Regions from separate parts of the Mus musculus genome. Here region 2 is linked to region 1. Evidence: chromatin contacts called from public HiChIP or PLAC-seq data. All regions are on one chromosome and are shown on one strand. Each heading gives the region's core, a stretch centred on a gene start, on an enhancer-like site or on the middle of the called end of the contact. The rest is flanking DNA. Distances are from core to core; before and after follow the strand shown.

What was found. HiChIP or PLAC-seq counts read pairs in DNA pulled down with a chosen protein or histone mark.
Region 2: a contact with region 1 is called in an H3K27ac HiChIP or PLAC-seq map of large pre-B cells, with 3 times the contacts expected there. The contact joins two enhancer-like sites. A contact is called at or near these places in 3 of 484 Hi-C or Micro-C datasets (LSK cells, bone marrow-derived macrophages and epidermal suprabasal cells) and 2 of 115 datasets of contacts at active chromatin or transcription factors (cardiomyocytes and large pre-B cells).

What each region holds. Positions count from the first base shown.
Region 1 is chr13:35,199,925-35,205,614 of GRCm38.p6, reverse strand. No RefSeq gene overlaps it. Among named protein-coding and RNA genes, the nearest start is that of 1700019C18Rik, 9.3 kb to the left of the region's middle. Within about 2 kb of position 2,959, at least 8 of the 459 cell types and tissues checked have an H3K27ac peak or open chromatin away from gene starts, as enhancers often do.
Region 2 is chr13:35,780,043-35,785,732 of GRCm38.p6, reverse strand. The region is part of intron 3 of Cdyl (chromodomain protein, Y chromosome-like); the gene reads right to left. Among named protein-coding and RNA genes, the nearest start is that of Cdyl, 120 kb to the right of the region's middle. Within about 2 kb of position 2,547, at least 78 of the 459 cell types and tissues checked have an H3K27ac peak or open chromatin away from gene starts, as enhancers often do.

The DNA.
Region 1 (5,690 bases), core at 1,710-4,209:
GGGAACCAGGCCTAAATTAAAAGGGGAAAGTGAGCTGAGTACCATCTTCCATCACGCTGTTCTCCCAACTGCAGGCACAATGTGACCAATGATGTCATTCTCCTGCTGCCACATTTTTTCCTGCCATGAGACAGTAGACCCTTAACCTGTGAGCCAAAATAAATTCTTCCTCCCTTAAGTTGCTCAGTGTTCTGTCACAGCATCAAGAAAAGTAAGTAATGGTCTAGACATCCTCTACTGAGCTTCAGCCTGATACTTAATGTGTCTTTAATAGAGTTGAACAATAATTAACCTCCACTTTATTGTGGAGATTGGATGTTGGTTTGATCTGGCTGCATCGGTCTGTGTGGTACTTTTGTGCTTGTAAAGGGTGCTGACAATGACAATCTTGGGTTTCCTGTCCTCCCTCCATAAACCAATGCCTAGGGGGACCCCCAATGCAATGACCTGTAGGAATCAGAGGTTATAGATCTTGCGATGGCTGTGATGGTTAAACTTCATTGTCAACTTGGCACCCCTGGGAAGAGGAAACCTCTATTGAAGAATGTCTCCATCAGATTGTCCTGTGGCATGCCTGTAGAGAGCATTTTATTGATTGCTAATTGATGTAGGAGGACCCAGACCACTGTGAGTGGTACCTACCATAGCTTGATGGTGGCCCTTGGTTGTATAAGAAAAGTAACTGAATTGGAAAATGGGACTAATCCGGAAACCAGCATTCCTCAATGGTCTCTGCTTCAGCTCCTGCCTCTGTGTTCCTACCTTAAATTTCTGCCTTATTTCCCTCAATGGTGGACTGTAATCTGCAAGCTGAAATAAACCCTTTTTGTTGCTCAAGTTGCTTTTGATCACGGTGTTGATCACAGCAAAAGTAAACAAATGAGAACAGTGGTGGTTGGGGATCCTTAGGCATTTCCATTTACAATGCAATAAACAGAGTGGCCACTGGGTAGTTACCTACTTACTGGTGGCCATAGCAATCCATGCCTCCTTGTCCTGCTCCATAGAACCACCAAGCCTGCAAGAAAGCCAAGGCCTTCTTTGAGCATGCTAGGCCCAAAGATGCCGCCTAATACTATTGATGGGTGTGATGGGTCAAGTTCATGTTTAAAAATCATATTGTATAGCTTTATGTCAATCTCAGTTGCTATGGGAGAGCAATTTGTGCCAAAATCCCTTGTAGCAAACAATGCTTCAGGGACCCAGGCGTGTGTGTGTGTGTGTGTGTGTGTGTGTGTGTGTGTGTGTGTGTGTGTGTGTGTGGTTCGGTGGGGAGGGGAGTTAGGCTCGTTCCCAGACTCAAAGGGACATATGGTCATGAGTATGTGCTTGGATCTTAGAAATGCACTGTGTAGCAGAGGGATTCCTGCTAGATAGTGTCTTTGCAAATGTTTTTAAAGATGGGATATTCTTTGTCTCATTTAACCTTTAACTAAGAAAAAACTCAGTATATTTCATTTATATTTCCCACAGTCCTTTCCAGAGAACCCCCAGGTAATGAATCCATCCATTCCTGTGCATTTGCAACACCCAAAGACACATCAGATAGAAGGAGTCTGGAGATCTCTGTCTGGAACCTCCAGAATAGATGAGGAAAATGTCAGTCCTCCATTAATGGGCTCTGGGTGACCCACTGAAGACCCTGCATATATGCTAGGTCACTGGTCAGCATGAGATAGGCACCACACACATCAAGGAACAGGCAATCGGCATTACACTCAAAGGTATGCCCACCACTCTCAGCTAGCCCCAGACCCCATCACCAAGAATCATCCTGCCATACTCCAGGATGAATTCTGTGAGTGAGCTGAGACCAGTGACTGAAGGTGACACCATGGAGGAAGCAAGTCTGCACTCAGTCAGAAGTGGAAGAAAGGCAGGGCTTTGGTCTGCAGTCAGAGACAACAGGGTTGGGCCTCATCCCTTCTGGTACATCCTGCAGGACATGTCACCCAGGCACTACCGCCAGCTGTGGGTAGAAAGTGGGAAGAAAGACAACAACTTTGAAACTGGGGCTGCTGTGTGAAAAGGCTGCTGGCATTGTCCACGGAACACGTGTGTACAAGACTGCATTATCCAGAAAAGCAGAGCCTGGCTAAGAAGGTCACTGAGCCTGCAGCCTTACCTGCCATGCTCCTGCTGAGGCCAGCCTCCAAAAGGCACTTCTGAGCTTAAGGGATTTCAGGGCTATAAATGGAAGCCACGGATTCACTGAAAGCTGGTTGTGGATGGATACGTTCTTGGAACAACCTTTGTCCAAATTCCCTACCTACAAAAAAGCCTGTCTTGGGGAGCAGTTGTCCTAGGCATACACAGAGTACTGGTGTTTTGCCTGCCTGCCTTGATGCCTTTGTACCATATATGTATCTGTACCTGGTGCCTGGGTGGAGGGTAGATACAGAAGAAAGTGTTGGCTACCCTGGAACTAGAGTTACTGATGGTTGTGAGCTGCCATGTGAGCGTGGGGAACCATCATTCTAGCCCCAACATTAGCTTTTTAAATAAAATGACTAGCAGTAGTTTTAGAATGGTTTCCCTCCATTGCATAGTCCCTAAGGTTTCAGTGGTTCCACTGACTGTAAAGAATGCCAGTTTTCTGCCTCCAGTGCCTGTGTCCTAAGCTGAAAAAAGCAGGACAGAGAGGTCAGAGTGGCAGTAAGGGCAGCACAGGGGTCAGAACTTGGGGAATGAGCGCAAACAGCCCCATCTTTGGGTCACAGGGAAAGAAGATGCTGGGGGGAGGAGCGATGGGAGGTGGGGGCTCAGAAGAAGCCTTGAAGAGGGAGGGAAGGCACACAGTAAGTGGGCTTGTCACAGAAGGACAGAGAGGGCAGAGCAAGAGACAAGAGTAAGGGAGGCAGGGAAGCAAAGACGGGCACTTTGCCAGCCTCAGAGGACTGTCACCTTTGGGTGCCCCACTTTCTTGCACAGTCCTCTACTCCACTGAGCAGCGGTGAGCTGTGTAGTCAAGGAGACAGTGCTGCTTCCCTTCACACTCTCTTGGGTCACTTGCCCTAGGACAGCCAGCTGCCTGTGGGGAAGTTTAAGTTTCCCTCAAGAAAGGCATTTGTGCATGCAAGAACTGTGATCTGCTCCTGTCCCTAGAGTGGAGCCATCTGGGCTTCAGACATCCTGGCTCAACTCAACAAATGAAACATCCTATAGGCAAATCCTACAGGAGCAGCCAAGCCAGAACTATCAGCTAAGCCACTCCTGACCCACAGGTACTCTTTGAGACAATAAAGGTATATCCTTATGTTAAGCCCTTAAGTTTGGGTATATTTGGGTCTAGTGATACAAGGGGAGAAGGCAGAGCCCCTCATCCCTGCAATTGCAGCTCCCCAGACCTGTCCTGGGCCCTGTTATGTGTCTTTAATGAGCTGTGGCTGGAAGCTCTATAAGCAATTCACAGTAATGTGGGTTTTATAAGCTGGAAAATCTTGCCAATTTGCTGAATCAGTTTTACAGAAGTAGATCCTCCAATGACTTAGACTTCTGGTAGACCGATTTTCCAAGAATAAGCCTACACTGGAGTACCTCAAGTGATTTTTATACATTGCAATCCTAGCACTGGAGTTTTAGAGAGTGTTTGCCTAAGCTATGTTAAGGTGACAAAAGTAAGTGTCAGGGTGGTGGATGACTGAGACTGACTTCTCAGAGTCACACCAGCTGTCCTTCATCACATTGCATTGGTCTGGGTCATTGTAAAGCAAATATAATCAATTTTTCCTCTGCAGGTGACAAGACTTACCCTTTTGTTGTTGTTGTTTTTGTTTTCTGATAATCTTTGATGATGTTTGGAAATAAGTGTAGCTCTCCAGGATGATGATAAGAATGTAACTTGCGGGTATAATAAAAAGCAAAATTGGAATCATAAATAAAGCCTCCACAGATATGTAACACTACCTTCAGGAAGTCACAGAAACAGAGTCACCTGCAAGTCCCAGGCAATTGCCACAGGCAAACCAGCTGCAACTGCTGGTCTGGAAAGGCAGTTAGAAGATGTCTACTTCACCCTCTGGGGAAGAAGAAGGGAAAGAGAGTGTCTCTCAAACATCACTGTTCCCCAGTGTTCTGGGAAAGATTGATCTGTATCACTCTCACTGAGGAAAGTGGGTACTCAGTTTTGAGAGGGGCTGAATAATTTGTCCTGTCTCAGTGAACTGTGGACACATAGACCTGGCTTTTGAACCTAGGTCTTCAGTCCTGTGGCTCATCATAGCTCGGCTGTGCTTAGCATGAAGTCTGGAGCGCCTGTGAAGCCACTCTGCTCTATCATTAAAGACTGTGACTGTCATACACAGCAGACCACTAATAGCTAAAATTCCATAATTCCAGAATTATCCCGTGCCCTTGAATGGCCCTCACCCCTGTGGCCTTGAGCATCTTATAAGCCAAACTTAGTAACACAATAATGAAGCTGAAAAACTGTGAGCTTCAAAATCAGCTTCAGCGTCATCCCTGGGAAGTCCTCCCTGAACTCAGTCTGGGCCCAGTGCTGGATCCTGAGCCTCTGCTGCTTATTTTTCTGCCTCAGCTCAAAACTCTGTCTGGATCTGTCTTCTATTCTGCATTGGCGATCCTTAGTGGAAGGAGCACTGTCTCAAACGTTCTGTATTCCAGGGCTCACTAAAGAACAGAACAATGAGTGAGAGAAGCTAACTCAGTGTCCAGAATAAGAACACAGAGTTGCCAGGCCCTAGGAACAGCTGGTATCTCCCCAGCATAAGGTACCCTCAAAGGGGAGACTCAGGTAGTGGCTCCATTTCCCACAGTTCAGCTGTAGGCCCATTTCATACTTAAAATCAGCACAGTGCTGTAGTGAGATCAACAGAGACCTCCTGGAGCCTCTGCCCAGTCATTAAAAGGCCACCTGCCAGCTGTGGTGTGCCCTGCTGTTGGCTGAAATCACAGAAGCCCAGCCTTTAAAGTGTTTCCAATAAACTTCTCCCCCAGAATCCCAGTAAAAGGGCAGTGGTGGTTTACAAGCTACACCTGACATCTGACATCGACTCTCAATGCCTGTGAATCCATGAGCCAACCAACTGGCCTGCCCACCAGCAGGTGCAAGAATTTATTAAATGCAAGTCCCTCCCTCCCATGATTTTATGATATTCTTATGGGGACAGGGCAGGCAGAGTGAAACAGGTGACATAGGGGATCAAATAGTCAGATCAAACTCTCTTTCTCTCTCCTTCTTTCACCCTCTCCTTCTTCTTCATCCTCCTTGCCCCTTATTGTCTGTCCTCCCTCAGATACTTGCCCCTGTTCCTCCCCTCTCTCCCTTCCTCCTCTTGTGTCTGCCTCCCTATGGTCTCCTCTTGCAGGTGTAGATTTTGTGTGTAATCTCTTTATTTCACAGAAGCTTCATTTTAGTGGATGAACATACGTTAATCAGTTGGTGAGCTGGGGGTTGGTGCCACTGCTTGGCTGTTATAAACATCTGTGTCTGAGTCTTCATGTGGACATGGCTTTTTACTACCTCTGGGGAAAATACATGAATGTGGGATCGTTGACTTATTGGCAGAGTGTGTTTCCAACTTTACAAGAAACTGGAAAATCAGTTCTCAAGAATTTGTTCACTGTTGCTTGTACAAGTGATGCTGGAACATTTTCTTCTAGAGGATATGTTAGAATAGCTTAATCTTAATTTTTATTTTTTCTGGATTTTTCTAGACAACTTGAAATAT
Region 2 (5,690 bases), core at 1,298-3,797, 580 kb before region 1:
AAACTCTGAAAGCACACACAGATCATTAACCCCACAGTGGGTCTGGAGAATTCATTTCTACTTTTGTAGTCACAGGTGGCATTTGTGGCCAGCACAGAAATCTTAAGCTTTACCAATAATGGTGATTTACAAGTTCCAGATTTAGGAAGTAAAAGTGATCAAAATAAATAACATTTTGATGGCTCAGCCCTTAACTGTGTGGTGCTCTTGCCCAAGACCTGTTCAGTTTCCAGCAGCTATGTCACGTGGCTCACAACCACCTGTTATCTGTTAATTCTGAAGTTCTGAAATTAACCACCTATTAATTCTGAAGTCAATTCTTGATGTTCACATTGCTGATTTTATGAGATTACTAAGAATACTAAAGCAATAAATACTAAAACACTGATAGTATAATAAAAGACAACAGTCTGTGGGGCGGGCTCTCTGGCCTCTCTGACAGAAAGACTGCAGTCTAATATAAACCCAATGGTTCTGGACCCCTCAAAACCAAAGTGAACTTAATTAAGTGTTAAATTTCTCAATAACTAAACTTAAAAAAAAAAAAAAGGCCACTTTCATGGTCACTGAAGTGAGCCTTGTCTATTCATGTGTTTTAGACATTGATTTCTGTTGGGTGATTTTCCACGACTCCACTCTAATTCTAGAGTTTATTTTTAAAAGGAGAGGTAAAAAGAAGTTGATTTATTTCTTAAATAAGGAAACAATAAAGGTGGTGGTGTAGTTTGAATGGAAGTGTCTAGCACAGGCTTTTATCTTAGAACCTTCAGTCCCTAGTTGACAACACTGCTTGGGGGAGGATATGGAAACATGCTGGAAGAAGTATGCCGTGCGGACAGGCTTTGATACATATACATATGTGTATGTGTGTATGTATGTATGTTTGTATGTATGGGAAGGATTAGGAGGTATGGCCTTAACGGAGGAAGTGTGTCACTGGGAATGGACTTTGAAGTTTCAAAAGACTCACACCATTCCTAGTGTGCTCTGGGCTTCTTGCTCGTAGATCAAGATGTGAGCTCCCTGCTGTTTGTCACCATGTCATTATGGGTTCTAATACTTTAAACCATAAGCCCAATTACATGCTTTCTTCTACAAGCTGCCTTGGTCAGTGTTTTATCTCAGCAACAGAAAAGTAATCAATACAGATTCTCCATCTGGAACCATACGCCAAAATAAACCTCCTTCCTAAATTGCTTTTGGTCATGGTTTTATCACAGCGATAGAAAAGTAATGAATACAGGTGGCAAACAAGATGTTGCAACAACTGAAATTTGGGTTATGGCTCAACGAAAAGTAAGTCAGACCATGGTATGTCTGTGATTTTGCAATGGGCAGTGTAAACCCATTTTACTCACAAAGGAATATGCATTACATTTTCTAAACCACACATTTTAATACCACATGGAAAACGGGGGCACTTTAAAGAATTCCCATACAGTGATGGCAATCACTGCCCTCTGGTTTACATTTCACATCTCTGACCTGTTGCTCGGACCATGAGAGTTTGGCAGCCACTGGGGTGAACAGGTGAGAGAGAGATTAATAGTGCTGAGGCGAGATGGGATTCTACCTCACATCATTAAGATCAATATAATTTAGTGCGCAACTAGAATACACAAAAAAAAGCTGACCCCGCGGCTACTGACATCCAAGACTGTGTGTGCCAAGAGTGGAGTAAGATTCGGGAGCATTCTGACACTCTAGATTTCACTCTGGGTGTGAGGCAAAGCCTTGTTACTATAGCATTCAGTCCGGTGTGGGCATGGTACTGTATCTCACCACCTACTTACTATGTTCTTACGGTTGCAGGATCTGAAACGCCTGCGGACATCATTTTGAACCACTTCCCAATGCACTCACTCACCCAGCACACTGATCCTGTCTCCCCTCACACAACTTCCTGTGTCCGTGTCTATCATGTCTCTTCTTATGAGGAACTGAAACTGGTAGAGACCCATTTCCCACTGAACAAGTGGCTGGTGTTACATACTGTTAAACTGCTTTAAAACATCAATACTAGAATTAATAAACTCTTACTGTAAGCACTCCTTGTGATGCTTACTTCCCTGTGTATATATAAGCAAAGCATGTCAGTGGGCGGGACATCTGGACTCTCCAATTGACAGCTGGGATTCACGGTGTTCTGGTTCCCTTGAACACAGACAGGACTGTCAGTCAAGCAGTACCTTCTATTTAAATGATCTCAAACACACCTTGGGGGAACTGCAGGAAGACTGCAGCTGCTTGCTCTAACTTCTCAAAGTGCAGCTCCAGCCGCAACTATTTCCAGGAGTTTCTTGTACCAGCTCTGCTGACTCTTGAACTCCTTCTCCCCAAGGCAAAGGGCGAGCATTCTCCTGCTCCTTCTTACTCTGAAGAGGTGAAGTAGAGCTGAGCGACAGTCATCTACAGAGGAACACCTTGCTACTGAAAACTGAAAGAGGCCGGGCTGGGACTAGAAGTGACATTTTAAAGAGAGGGAACTAGGGGTCACTTGCCAGATGGCAGAGGTAGAGATGTGGAAACCCTGTAGCCTTGACAGTGATGGGAGGTGGAGCCACTCTGACAGGCATGGGTGACAGTGGTAATGAGGACAGTCACAGACAGGACCTAAAGGGTTGATATTTAAAACTACACCACTAGAGGGTGCCACCTGCTGTTCCTGCCTGTCAAAAGTTAGGCATACAAAGGCTGCAGGAGGCAGCTGAAGTTTCTCCTGGATCAAGGGAGTGTCCAGTGTGGTGAGTGCAGGGTCATTTTATTTACAGAAGACACCAGAAAAGGTGTACTAGGATCCCGAAGAACTTGATGATGCAGAAAGAAGAAAATCTACTGGGGGAACTCATGGCATAGCCTGGTTTAGTTGGCACAGCCAGCACAAACACTAAAGTGCTGAGGTTAGAACAAGACACCCAGTCACCTCTTGGTAGAACTTTATTTTTTAAGACACTTTAACATCTTTTTTGGCCCTACAAGAGTAAATGAGATATATGGATCTTTTCAGTAATCACTTTCCAGGCACACAAAAATGCTACAAAGATCCACTACAGCTGCTGAGAACACGCATGTCTAGCTCCCTACCGAAGGAGCACTTATCCCCTCATGGGAAACCCAGATCTCTCCATGGTTAGCTGCTTTTCAAGATGATCCTGTTTATCTGTGTGTCCTGAGGATCAACCACCATAAACAACACAGAAAGGAGAGAAGTGTGCAATCAGTGTATAATCTGCATCACCATTCTAGGACGGCAGGTACAGTCCACATGCACATATGCACACATGCATGCATGTATGCACACATATATGAAACCGACGTCATGATCCACGGTCCAAGGGAACCAAGGGAATGCTCACTGCACTACTACCCTCACTCTGCCTGCATTAGGAGAAAAACCATTACCTAGGATCCTATTTATCATTCTGCATGAGCTCCTTCAAGCTTCTCACAGGAATGGCAGCTGGCACATCTGCCAGAGCAATCTCTAGTCCTAGCTTTGGCTAACAGGGGTCGCCTAAAACCATCATAAAGCACAGATATTTACATGATGACTCCTAAGAGTAGCAAAAGTACAGTTAAAAAGTAGCAAGGAAATGATTTTATGGTGGGGAGGGGATCACCATGACCTGAGGAACTGTATTAAGAGGTAGCAGCACTAGGAAGGCTGAGAACCACTGCTGTAGTAAGTGCAAGTCAGTGACTTCCCAGTCTTCCCAGGGCTGGAGAGATGGCCCAGCGACTACAGTACTTGCTGCTCTTGCAGAAGACTGGGGATTGGTTCCGTTCCAAGCACCCACATGGTGACTCAGAACCATCTACAACTCCAGTTTCAGGAAATACAATGCCCTTTTCTGACGCTTCAAGGGTACCAGGTACACATGCAGCACACATCCATACATGCAGCCAAGCACTTACACACATGAAAATACAATAAGTCTTTTTAAAAAAGTCAGTCCAGTATTTTTAGGACACATTTTATTCTCTATAGTTTGCTAGAATGTAGAAGTTAAAAATAACTGGAATGTACAGTTTTATTCAAAACACAAAATATGTCAACAAATCTGTTTACTCTGAGTCTGAGAAAGAAACTCTGGGCAAATTTTCCCAAAACAGAGAGACAAGCAGTAAGATTGTAATAACCACCAATAAAGCAAACCAGAATGGTGCAGAAATATCTCACACACAACCAACTTCCTAAACAAGCAGCGTAGCAAACTCAATCTTTTGGTGGAAAAAAAAAATCACAGGTGCCTCAGCGTACAAAGCATCCCAGACACCTGAGAGATGCAGGTCTGGGAACTCTATGAGCAGCTCAACATTAGATATTTAAGAGGATCCAACAATAGCAAGCAAGGAGCTGCGAACCGTGTCTTCAAAGTCAAGCCCACTCATCCCCTCAAAGGCAGCAAACAACCTCCTCACCAGCAAGTGTGGACATGAGAGTATCTTCCAGACACGTGGAACACACTCACTTCATAGTGAAATCCTGGAACACTCCCAGTACCTGCATGAAACCTGCGACATTATCTACCAAGCCTATCTGAACAGCCCTTCCTGGAAACCCCCAGCCTAGCAGACAACATGGATATAAAATTTCAAGGAAGGAGGCGCTAACAGAAAGTAGATTAAAGTGCAACACAACATATACACTTGTAAATATATGCACATATGCACCTAGCCACAAAACATCAAAGGGCTTAAAAACAAGTTCAGAGAGACACACCATCCGTGTTAAACCATCAGTAGTCAAACAAGACTGTTCACTCAAAATGATGCAGAAATTCAATGCAAGTTCCTACCATGAAAACCCCTGAAGGTCCCACAGGGCCCAGCAGAGTGAACTCAGCATCTCTATATGAGAACACGAAGTTTCCTGAAAAGCCAAAAGAACTTTTATAATAGCAGGGGGAGAGCTCGCCAATTTGAGATGAAAACTTACAAAGTTGTAGTAATTAAGCCCTTGTTACACACAATAAGAAACATGCAACCATAGCCACAGAAAACAAACTTAACACTCAAACTGATCCCACACTTGGGCGGCAACTGGCAGGCCCTTTAATACACACCCTTCCATCTGACTATCTCCTGGTACTTTCATCTGATTCACCCTGAGAATTTACTGCCTTACTGGACCTCTAAGAGGAAAAAGAAAAAGAAGGGGGAGGGAGGGGGGAGGGAGGGAGGGGGGCAAGAGGAAAGGAAGGAGGGACAGACCACTGAAGGAAAGTCAGGCAACACTAAGGAAAGGATGACACAGGTCTACCCACAGCAACATGAAGAGCATCTGGCTGATGGGAAAGGCTGCAATATTAGACCCTTTGTGTGTGCACTTAACATGATCATATTCAAGTACGCTGTGGCCGGAATAACCTCGGCAAGAGCTCACTTCTTGAACATTCCTCTTCCCCAATTAACCAATCCCATCACGCTGTGAATCAGAGCTCCCACCAAAGTCATCACCTGCATCAGCAATTACAAAAAGGAAGCCATGTTGGCGCTGGTGTGCTGCTAGACTGGTTTAGGTTCTGGGACACTTTTTACAAAAAGAATTACTTTGCCAAGATACTTTTGCCTCGTTTGTTGTTTCTTCAGTACCAGAATAATTTATTTGTTGTTTCTAACAGTTTTCAGCGGTCTGTCTACTTTTCTTCTTTTACAGGCTAAGCTGACAATGAACCCGAGACCACCAG